Linked DNA regions of Astyanax mexicanus: region 1 is linked to region 2. The links are chromatin contacts, called in public Hi-C maps. All regions are on one chromosome and are shown on one strand. Each heading gives the region's core, a stretch centred on a gene start, on an enhancer-like site or on the middle of the called end of the contact. The rest is flanking DNA. Distances are from core to core; before and after follow the strand shown. Region 1 holds the start of zgc:101569 (enoyl-CoA hydratase). Region 2 holds the start of bloc1s5 (biogenesis of lysosomal organelles complex-1, subunit 5, muted).

Region 1 (5,391 bases), core at 2,775-5,274, 130 kb after region 2:
AATGCTCTCTATTTAGTGCAAACAGGAATGGACTTAGCCGTATGTTTCTCATGCTTTAAATAATATGCATTTGAAAGATTTATTAGAAATTCAGACCATCACATTGGGTGGGGGCTCCTATTCTCAGACTACTGACCATGTGGTGCTGATGGGATTTGAACTTGCTCTCAACATCTTGCTCTCAAAGAACAGGCAGTTAGACACTTGCAGCATTCTAGTACTGTGAAGCCATGTACATATCTGCTGCCAAGAAAGGTCAGAAAAGTAAATTCCCTTTGAAATTGTTCTGTTTTTGTGTAGTGTAATAACACACCTCTAGGTGCAACAAATAGGTGGCTGCTGATGCTCATCAAGTGGAGATTTTAAGAACATCATAAGTTTAAATCCTAGCAAGGGCTCAACACTTTTTGTTTAGTTATTGTTAGAAAGTCACACTTGTGTGTAAGTTGTGAGGTATTAAAACAAAAATTCTACTGACAAGTTCCATAATGTAGAGATCAAAAAGAGTATAAGGAAAGTATGACCATTTTACCAAATCTGCGGCAGAAAATTCCAAAAATGGCGCTTTCTTCCACCACTCTGATATCTGCCAAAAGGGCCAGCTCCAAACCACCGGCCACTGCATAACCGCTCACTGCTGCAATCAGTGGCTTGGAGAGAGTCATACGAGAGGGACCCTGCACACAAACAAGGCAAAAAATGTTTTAAGTTGTCATGTTCATTCCAAGATTCAGTGATGCGCATCTCTCTCTCTCTGTGGATTTATACTTTACATTAAAATTCTAGAACCTGCTTAATGTGTCTTCCTTAACATATTTCTTCATTAAATAAACTAACTTAGTAAAGTAATAGTAAAGACTGATTTCTTCCAAAAAGCAGAAATGGTTGTGGTCCTCATGCCTCTGAATATTCTTTTTTTAAATAAGTTATTTAATCAAATTTAATTGCCAACAATTATGTTACACTGTCTCTGTGTGAGACATGCACCACTGTTTAACCTTATCTATTTTTCTCAATAAACTGTATACTGGTACCTTTTCCTTCGATTTACTTTAAAGGAAGACTACACTACGATTAGACCTTTTTTTCAATGAGCTCCACCTAAATTTGGGGAGTGTAATATAATGGTGTAATATACTTTTACATCACTGCAGGAAATATAAATTGTACTATGCGCTTCCCTTTGTGGACAGCTACATTCTTCACAAATGTGAAGTTACACACTGTTACACAACTCTCACGAGAGGTGTCGAGCAGCTCCACCAAAGTAACATAGTGCAGCAATCTGTCCTGAAGTTGCAGTAGTAGAGATGACATTATCTCTACCAACAAAGTCATTTTGAAGCGATTATTTTAAGATACAATTGTTATAAACGTTCCTTTAACATTTCCTTTTTTGAGGGCTGAAACTTTGTACTGGTTCACTGCAATATTCCATAACTGCTACTAGGTTGCTCATCTGGCAATGAGCTGCATTAATAGCTAAACTATCAAAGATCAACCAAGGTTGCCCGTCCTCTTACCATTGGACCAGGACCTTGAGTAACATCTTGCACCAACTTGAGGGAATCAGGTCCTGTGGAAAGTTCCTTAAGATCTAAGCCTGCACAGAAATATCCTCCTGGGCAAAGATTAAAATAAGGAGTAACATTAAATAAACATTTTATACATAAATGGAATAAGAAAAATAGAACTGCATGCAAAAAATTAATTAATAGTATTAAAATGAATAGTATTGTATTGTTTTTTGTAATGGGCACTAATGCAGAGAAAAAAAAGAAATTATGAATTCTTAAATGATCCAAAGAAATGTCTTAAAATTCCTGTGCATAAACCTCCTATTCTCCTGCACTCATTACCCAGAACATACTCTGAAACATTCCTAATGACAATCAGATCTGGTGATTTGTTGGTTATTACATCATCTGAACTTCTTTATTCCTTAAACCGCTCTATCACTGAATAAGTGATGGTCTCCTCATCTCCCAAGCCATTGGCATCAAATTTTATTTTATAAAAATGTCAATCGGCTCATTTGTGATCCAGTTTGTTAAACAGGTTTGTTTCAAGGAGATTTATTGTCTTTAACAACACATGTGGTACATTGTTGGTGCATGTCTTGCTGGCGCATCTGTGACCAAGACAGCAAGTCTTTGTGATGTATCAAGAGCCACGGTATCCAGGGTAATGTCAGCATACCACCAAGAAGGGCGAACCACATCCAACAGGATTAACTGTGGACGCAAGAGGAAGCTGTCTGAAATGGATGTTCGGGTGCTAACCCAGATTGTATTCAAAAAACATAAAAACACGGCTGCCCAAATCACAGCAGAAATTAATGTGCACCTCAACTCTCCTGTTTCCACCAGAACATAAATTATTGTGCTCTAAAACCAGGTGTTTCAGTTTCATTGTCCAACTCCTGCAGAAACTGTAGTTGTGTGTGACTGCACTTCAGCAGTCTTGTTGCTAGGTGGTTACTAAGGTGATGTTGGATAGGAGTTGGTTCCTGAGGTATTGCCTTTGGTTGCTGTTGTACATGTGTTGGTTGATAAAAAGGTTTTGTTAGGGAGGCAAAGTTAGTCAGTTGTTAGTCAGTTGCAAAAATGTTGCTAAGTGGTTGCTATGGTGCTGTTAAAGGTGTCTATAGGTGGTCGCTAAGGTCTTGCAAGTCAGTTGCAAAAATGTTGTAAAGCATTTACCAAGTTGTTGCTAGGTGGTTACTATGCTAAGCAAGGCATTCCATTTTAAGTTACCCAGTCCATGCAGCACAGCCACACTGAGGGTATCATCCTGGTCAAAGGCTGAAAGCTCCTTGATTAACCTAAAAGCAGTCTCCCGGTTTACTGAGTTACGCGCCTCTGGACGGTTAATCCCCACAGTGACCACCACACCCTTCCTCTCTGTGACCACTGTTTGACCTGCTGCAATGGAGATGAAAAAGAATTGACTTAATTCATTACAGATCAAATTCTGAAAATCATAAAAAAAGTGTGTGTATCTATTTTAAGCGTGTATTTATTTTATTGTTGATGATATGGCTTACAGCCAACAAAAATCCCAGCCAACCCAAAAATTAGAAAAATATATAAGACCAGTTGGTACTTTTGGCAGTGTGGGCAGTGTGCCAAGTCCTGCTGGAAAATGAAATCCACATCCTCATAAAATTTGACTTTTGACTTGATATAACACAGTGGACCAACACCAGCAGATGACGTAGCTCAACACACCATCACTGACCATCAATAAATCAGTAAAGTCCAAAGTCAGTGCAGATCTCCTACCAGGAGATTTTACAGCACTTCATGCTTCCCTCTGCTGACTTTTATGGAGAGGCGGATTTCATTTTCCAGCAGGACTTGGCACACTGCCCACACTGACAAAAGTACCTATTGGTCTTATATAATAATCTAATTTTCCAAAACACTGATTTGTGGGTTGTCATTGGTTGTAAGCCATCATCAACAATGAAATAAATAAAGGGTTAAAATAGATCACTCTGTGTGTTATACATCTATATAATACATGAGTTTCACATTTTGAACTGAATTACTGAAAGTAACTTGTCATATGACATACTTTATAATAAAACTTTATGATTATGAACCATTATATATTATATTGGAGCACTTATGCCCCTGCAGGAGAAAAAAATAGGGAGGAATAAGTGCATAACTGGTAGAAAAAAAGAGAATGTATTTATTTGAGCAGGTTAGTTACCTGTCTGTGTTGGATGGTCAGAAGCAGCAGAGCTGTAACACAGTCTTCCAGCGGTGATTAAACTCAGCTCCTCATATCGAGCCAAGACGCTCCTTAATCTGAACACGGAGTTCCCATTGACCACAGACCTGAAAGCCCGGAGCGCCATGGACTGCAGCCTGTATAAGTCGAAGTATAAGTATAAGTGGGCTGCCAATGTGCTGCTGATGTTTAAGACAAAATAAAAGTCCCTCTAATAACAACAGCGCATCAGATAACACTTTATTATAGGCCAAAGTTGACTGGTCTGCAAGGGGAAAAGAAATTGAGCTAAAGTCTGCCCCCACTGGCAAACCCTGTCATAGGATGGGAATAGAAAATACATTTTAAATGTTATTTTAAAATAAAAAAATAAATGGAAAATACAAATTAAACGTAATTGTATCGTTAAAGAATAATTTGATGTAACTAAACAGCCATTTAATAATTACATTTGGGAGCAGGGCTGGCACATTTGTTTTATATTTTCACACAAAGTGTATGAATATGAATTGCTTGCTTAAACATTTAACTACACTGGTTAAATATATATATTAAAGAGATATTTCTTGTTTATTTGTTTGTTTTGTTTTTGTTTTCCACCAGTTTTTGTAATCTTGGGTTAACATTTTGCCACTCATTAATTTATTAACTTCCCTAAAGATACAGAAATCTTTATACTATTTGTTTGACAACATAAAATAAAAAAACATGAAATCATTAGCTAATAACAATAACAAGCTAGCACAAAAAAAAAAACGTTTTAAAATCTTAGCAAGTGAAATGTTTAAGGCATTTTTAAGGCAATAATTTTTTTTCTTCTGATAAGATAATAAGTTTTTTCTCCTACTCAGTGTACTTGTAAGATTTTTTGCTTATTTTAGGAATTATCTTAATCAGTCTTACTTAGAATGTTCACCTTATTTTAATAAACTTAAACTCAAAATAAGCTTAAAAACTCACCTGATCAATCAATTAATAATACTGCCCCACCCCTAAACCCATATATCACCCAGTGCCTCTCCCAAATTTGAGCTAAGTCAGGGAGTGTAGTGTCACTTAAAGCCTTACTTTACTCATTATGAGACTTTGTGACTGCTTATTTTAAGAAATCTTACTAAGAAAAATAGTAAAAAAATGTGTGCTTTCCACATTGGCATATTTTGTTTTGCTCAAAATGTTTTGCAGTGTGTTAAATGCTTCGATACCAGGGCTCCAAATATTCCCCACCACCTAAAATAAAATAAAATATTCCAGTAATTTTTTTTCTTATTATTCAGTAAACTGCTATCTCATTATTTTGAGATACTATTTCATTATTTTGAGAAAGTAAGTCATTATTTTGAGATATCTTATTATTTTGAGATAGTAAGTAATACTTTTTAAGTGATTAAATATGTAGTGGGCACTTTTGGAGACACAGAATAAGTTGAGTGGAAACTGTGTGAGTGAGCCTTTTACCCATCTCCCATTGTGCTTCTGTCCCCTGCACTTTGTGTAATGTGGTACTGTTACAAATTAACGATTAGTCGACAATGAAATTTATAGTCGACAATTTAAATAAACTAAAATCGACTATTCGGCTATTCGCTGCAGCCCTAATAAACAACCACTTTTATGTAGATGTACAAACAAAAAAAAACAGACTGGATT
Region 2 (5,355 bases), core at 2,673-5,172:
ATCAAAAGAAACTAAATGAACGCTCCTGAATGTGAACGTATGCCAATAAAATGTTGCACACTATCTCTGTAAGAAACTCTCAGTACACAAAATAAGCGAAAGCAGCTTTGCAGAGAAGTAAGCAAACCAGAGATGACAATAGTAAGGAAAAACTCAATTAACACAGTAAATTCGCCAGTGTTAAATTAACACAGAGTGTAAAATTTAACACTAACAGTGTTGATTCAACACTGGCGAATTTACTGTGTAATTGAGTTTTTCCTTACCATTGTCATCTTTGTAGATTTAGAGGAAGAAACCTTGAGAGGAACCATGCCTCAAAAATGGGAACCTGTCATTCTCTGGTAGACAATAGAAAACAAACAAACAGCAAATGCATGAAATAAGTAGTGAAACTCAATCAGGATAGAAGTGACCCTAATATTATACAAAGATCCTCAGTTTTGTCTACTGAAAACCAGCCAGTAAGAAAAAAAACTTTTTAGGAGGTAGATTACTAGGCTGAATGGCAATATATAGTATTATTTATAGTCTGTAGCATAATAGTCCAGTATAAAAAGTCTGTGTTTGTTGGTAATGGCTATAGTTAGAACCTATACAGGGATTAGTCTGTTTAGGAGGCTTGTGAGGTTATCTGGCTCAGCAGAAGCGTGAATTGCACATGCAGGTGCACTATGGTGGTATTTCAACTTCATTGCACTTACAATGTTCTTAGGATGCAAGCGCATTTGTTAAACTAGTTATTTAGGTAGAGCAAATAAGCGTTAAATTAGTTTAGTATAAATATGACAATAACAGTGTTGATAGCTAACACAAATAGCTAATTTTCTGTGTAAATTATTCCTGGGAGAAAATGTACATTTTCACAATGTAGACAGATTAACAAAATTACTTTAGTTACTTACTAGTATTACTTTTTTATAAAGTAAACAAAGTCACTGTAATGTAACTAATTGTATATTAACTTATTAAACCACAACTCAAAGAGAATAATTATTTGTAAGCCTACAATACCTACAATACCAAGATACTGTTAGCACAGTTAATACCCTTAGAAGCAATTTCTTTGGGTATTTAGTTGAGAGAACAACTTTTTTACTTCTAAGTTACTCTTCCATCTATGCCAGCTTACATCAGAAATGCTTTGGACTCCAATATTGCACTGACGTTGAATATTATTTGTAAATGAAAATTGGGTTGACATCTAAAGGTTTAAGTTACATATCTGTCAAAACACAAAATTTGTGTTTAGATCAAGCTACCCCTGAGTATTGTTAATTGAAAATTTTAATTTAAAAGTGAAATGTGGTTGAGACAAGTTATAAGGACATTAAATTTGAACTTACTTTTCAAAAATATGTTTTTTTTTACTTTAACATTCAACCATTTGCCATTTGTAGATACATCTTTAAAAAAAAAAAAACATTTCAACAACAACAAAAATTCATTTTCTCACTTTTCAACCAAAATGGAACTAACAGGTCTGACGTTTACTCAACATCTTTTTAATTAGAGAGGGTCCAATGTTAAATTTGTGTTTAATTTTGGTTATTTCAAGTATACTTACAATTTACAACTATAACATTATACCAACATCTAATAAGAGGTGAAAAGTCACCTTGTATAAACATGTAGTATTAGAGTGGGAGTTTGATCATTATACCTCACAACTAAATATTGGCATTTTACTTCAATATGTTGGTTCGTGACATTCTAAAAAGGTTTGATTTTAGTTAATTAACATTACTACTTGAATATATTTACCCTAGACCTCACTACCCGACATCACTACCTACATTACAGCAACATGTTGTGGACGTTGGTGTACAACTTGCGTGAATATAAAACTTTTGGCTTGAATTTTGTAATAAACAAAACTACCAGTTTGTGTTCTTTGGCACAGTGCAACACTTCGGAGCAGAGTTTAAATATGTTTTCTATTATAAACGGTAGGTTTTATTAGGTGTTGCACTTTCTACAGCATGTACATCTACCACAGCTTCACTCTAAAAATCTGCATGGGCGCAGATTTTCACAATAAACCTATTAAGTAACAACTAACCCATCAACACCTGTGTTTAACTGCAACATACAACAATAATTTATGCCTTATTATTGGGACAAAAGCAGAATCCTACACAGGAGTCGACTGTTGCAGACAGTTGCTGCTGTCGTGTATATAATTGTATTAGTTTCTTACCCACCACCAGTGGAGTGTTTGAAGCTGAAGCTGAGAAGAGTCGGGTTTCTCTCAATGGCTGATCCTCTGACTCCACCTTGTGGCTGCATTTAGAACCAGTCTTTTCTAATGCCCCCGTTGAAAAACTTGGCATAACTTTTTTTTATATCCCAAAACTTAATAAACCATTAAATCAAATAAAATGTGAAGATAAAACACAGTATCATTAGCAAATCACTTTACTTTATAATGTAAAACATTTTTTGCAGATCTGGTTACAATAAATAACTACACATTTGATAAAATGCAGTGTCATATTAGAGTTTTTTGGATACTCATAATACACTGCCTGGTCAAAAACAAGTTGCCACCTGGATTTAGTAAGTAAATATGTGGGGTTGATGCTGAATTTTGTCAGGTCTAGGTTAAGCAACAGTATGTGATGAAAGAATGAAGTCTGACTATCTTAATATACTGAATATAGACCAGGTTATTCCATCAATGGATTTTTCTTCCCTGATGATACAGGCATAGATGACAAGATGACAGTGTCAGGATTCATGGGGCTGGAATAGTGAAAGAGTGGTTCAGGGAGCATGAGATCATCATTTTCACACATGGATTGTTCACCACAGTTCAGATCTTAACCTTACTGAGAATCTTTGGGATGTGCTGGATGGAGAAGGCTTTGTGCAGCAGTCAGACTCTACCATCATCTATGCTGCAAGATCTTGGTGAAAAATTAATGCAACACTGGACTGAAATAAATCTTGTGACATTGCAGAATCGTATTGAAACAATGCCACAGCGCATGCATGCCACAGTCAAAGCTAAAGATGGGTCTTTATGGGTAATTATGGGGATTAAGAATACATTTAATTAATTATGGTCAAATAAAATGTTTCAAATGCAATCGCTTAGTGTAATAAGTATAATTTACAGATTGGTGTGCCATTTAGTTATTTTATTGTTTAATTGCATTGCAACAAATATTGCTGTTTCCTTTAAGCATATCAAGATATGAGGGTTTTTTGAACCCTAGTGTGTAGAAGCAGAAACTCTCTAGAGAGGAAAATACCCATTTCAGAATATTTTCAGGGTTTGTTAATTCACCAGACGGCGCTCCTTAGTGAGTCCAAAATGAATTGGTTCATATGGAGCAAATGAACAATGAGTTTCTAAATGTTTGATTATTTTCAGTATCATATATCATCTGTAAAGCTTTTAAAAAACGGTTACAAGGCCTTTAAACATGCTTTAGCTGCTCCTGTTCTGTTTCTTTAATAACTACATAACACAGTTCTGTATTTTTACTTTTAGTACTCGAGTAGTACATTTTACAATAAACTACTTAAGCAATACTTAAGCAAAACACACTTATAGTATCTCTGTTGTCAAAAAAAAACTTTTTACTGTAAAAAAAAAATGGAAACATACAGGCAATGTTTTTGTGTTTTTATGAAAGATTTCACAAAATATTTCTGCTTTCTAAATTAAAGGAATGTACTGACAAAATAGTTATGTGTATTTTTAATTTGGTGTTTTAGCTGTTAGGCTCCATTCGCTTCCATTTATTAAGGACTTACTCTCTGGCTCCCTCTAGCTGTAAGCAGTAATTTACTGATATAACAGGGAGATAGATAGGAAATGGACAGGCTCCATATTAACCAGCTCTGGTAGTAGTAGTGGTTCCCCATGTGACTGAAGCCAGACTCAACACAACTAATGCGGACTTTTATTGTGAAATAAATTTGAAGCAGTTCATGTAGCCCAGACAGGAGGATACAAATTATATCAGTGCTCTTCTGAAATGTAGCTGTCTGAGTTAACAGTAAATATTACCTGATGTGACGATTATAAAGACACGTGCCACACGAAGTAACCTGGAGCAGATGATTTAGGTTCGGGTTGTCGTGGAGTTACTGGATTTTAAGGCAATAAGGGAGTTTTTTGCACAAAAAACACACAGAGAGGGTGGTGACGTCTCGTGACCATGGACAAAATAGCAAAAGGTAGGTAGTTAGTGTAACACACTGAAAATAAAAGGACTAACAAAGCGCCTGTATGGTAATATATCCCCAGCTAGGTTTTGATCTTTTATAATGAAATGTAATTATTTAACTTACCTAAGAAATTACCCATATATGAAGCTTAGTTCCATCAGCAAGCCTGGAAAGTGTATTTCCTACTATTTCTAGTGGAACAGTCTTATTATTGTTGGAAAGAAAACATTGTTTTTCCCTAACTGGTACAATCGAGCTCTTGTACATTTTGTGGTAATTGTAATGAAAATCTAAACCTTAATTTAATTGTAATGTGGTCGTTTGAAAGGAATAAAATGTTTATTATTTCTCCTATGTGGCTTTTAATTATTTTTTTACCTCAAAGACAGACATAACCTGTCCTTTAAATAAATAATAATAATAAAAAATAAATGTCTTGAATTTTTTTTTAACTGCAAAGTTCTACACAGTAGTATGACAAAGTTTGGGCATGATTTTCCTTTATAAATGATTGGTTGTTTTTTATCAGCAATCTTAGCAAAATATATCATATAGCAGATGAACACAGTAATACTTAAGAAGTGAAATTAAGTTTATAGGATTTACAGAAAGTGTGCAATAATTCTTCAAACTAAATTTTGGCACCGCAGCAAAACTTACCTCAGTATTTAGTAGATCATTATTTCACTATTTCACTTTGATCATTATTTTCACTTTGTGCCTTGTGCTCAGAAAAGGCTTTCTCTGCATTGCTCTCCCATACAGCCTCTCCCTATGTCAAGTATTTTTTAGACAAAAGTAAAAGTACTTAAATCACTAAAACTACAAGGGTGCCCGTATGTCCCTGCCTAATTTTGTTTAAATAATTATTGCACACTTTCTGTAAGTCCTATAAACTTAATTTCACTTCTCAAATATGATATCACTGTGTTCATCTGTTATATGATATATTTATATTTGAAATTGCTGATCTGAAAATCATGAAAATTATCATGTTACCCAACATTTTTGATGGTCTTTGAGATTGCACTTGAGGGTAATTTCAAAGCTCTTAAATGTTTTGGATTGAGTTTTCTTGCCATAGTATGGATTAAACATTACTCAAATTCACTGTATACCAACTCTACCTCTTCACAATTTACTGATGCTCTCAAACATATTAAGAGACAAGAA

The links. Hi-C and Micro-C count contacts between places; a contact is called where the count stands out from the background.
Region 1: a Hi-C map of muscle shows a contact between it and region 2, with 14 times the contacts expected there. The contact joins the promoter of zgc:101569 here to the promoter of bloc1s5 in region 2. A contact is called at or near these places in 2 of 3 Hi-C or Micro-C datasets (both in muscle).

What each region holds. Positions count from the first base shown.
Region 1 is chr1:107,855,087-107,860,477 of AstMex3_surface, forward strand. zgc:101569 (enoyl-CoA hydratase) reads right to left here and starts at 4,025. Exons shown (of 6, transcript XM_049463869.1): 1 at 3,721-4,025. The coding sequence starts at 3,868. si:dkey-197c15.6 (putative nuclease HARBI1) reads left to right here and starts at 5,379. Exons shown (of 3, transcript XM_022680076.2): 1 at 5,379-5,391.
Region 2 is chr1:107,723,046-107,728,400 of AstMex3_surface, forward strand. It overlaps bloc1s5 (biogenesis of lysosomal organelles complex-1, subunit 5, muted), which reads left to right and starts at 3,923. Exons shown (of 5, transcript XM_022680125.2): 1 at 3,923-4,191. The coding sequence starts at 4,173.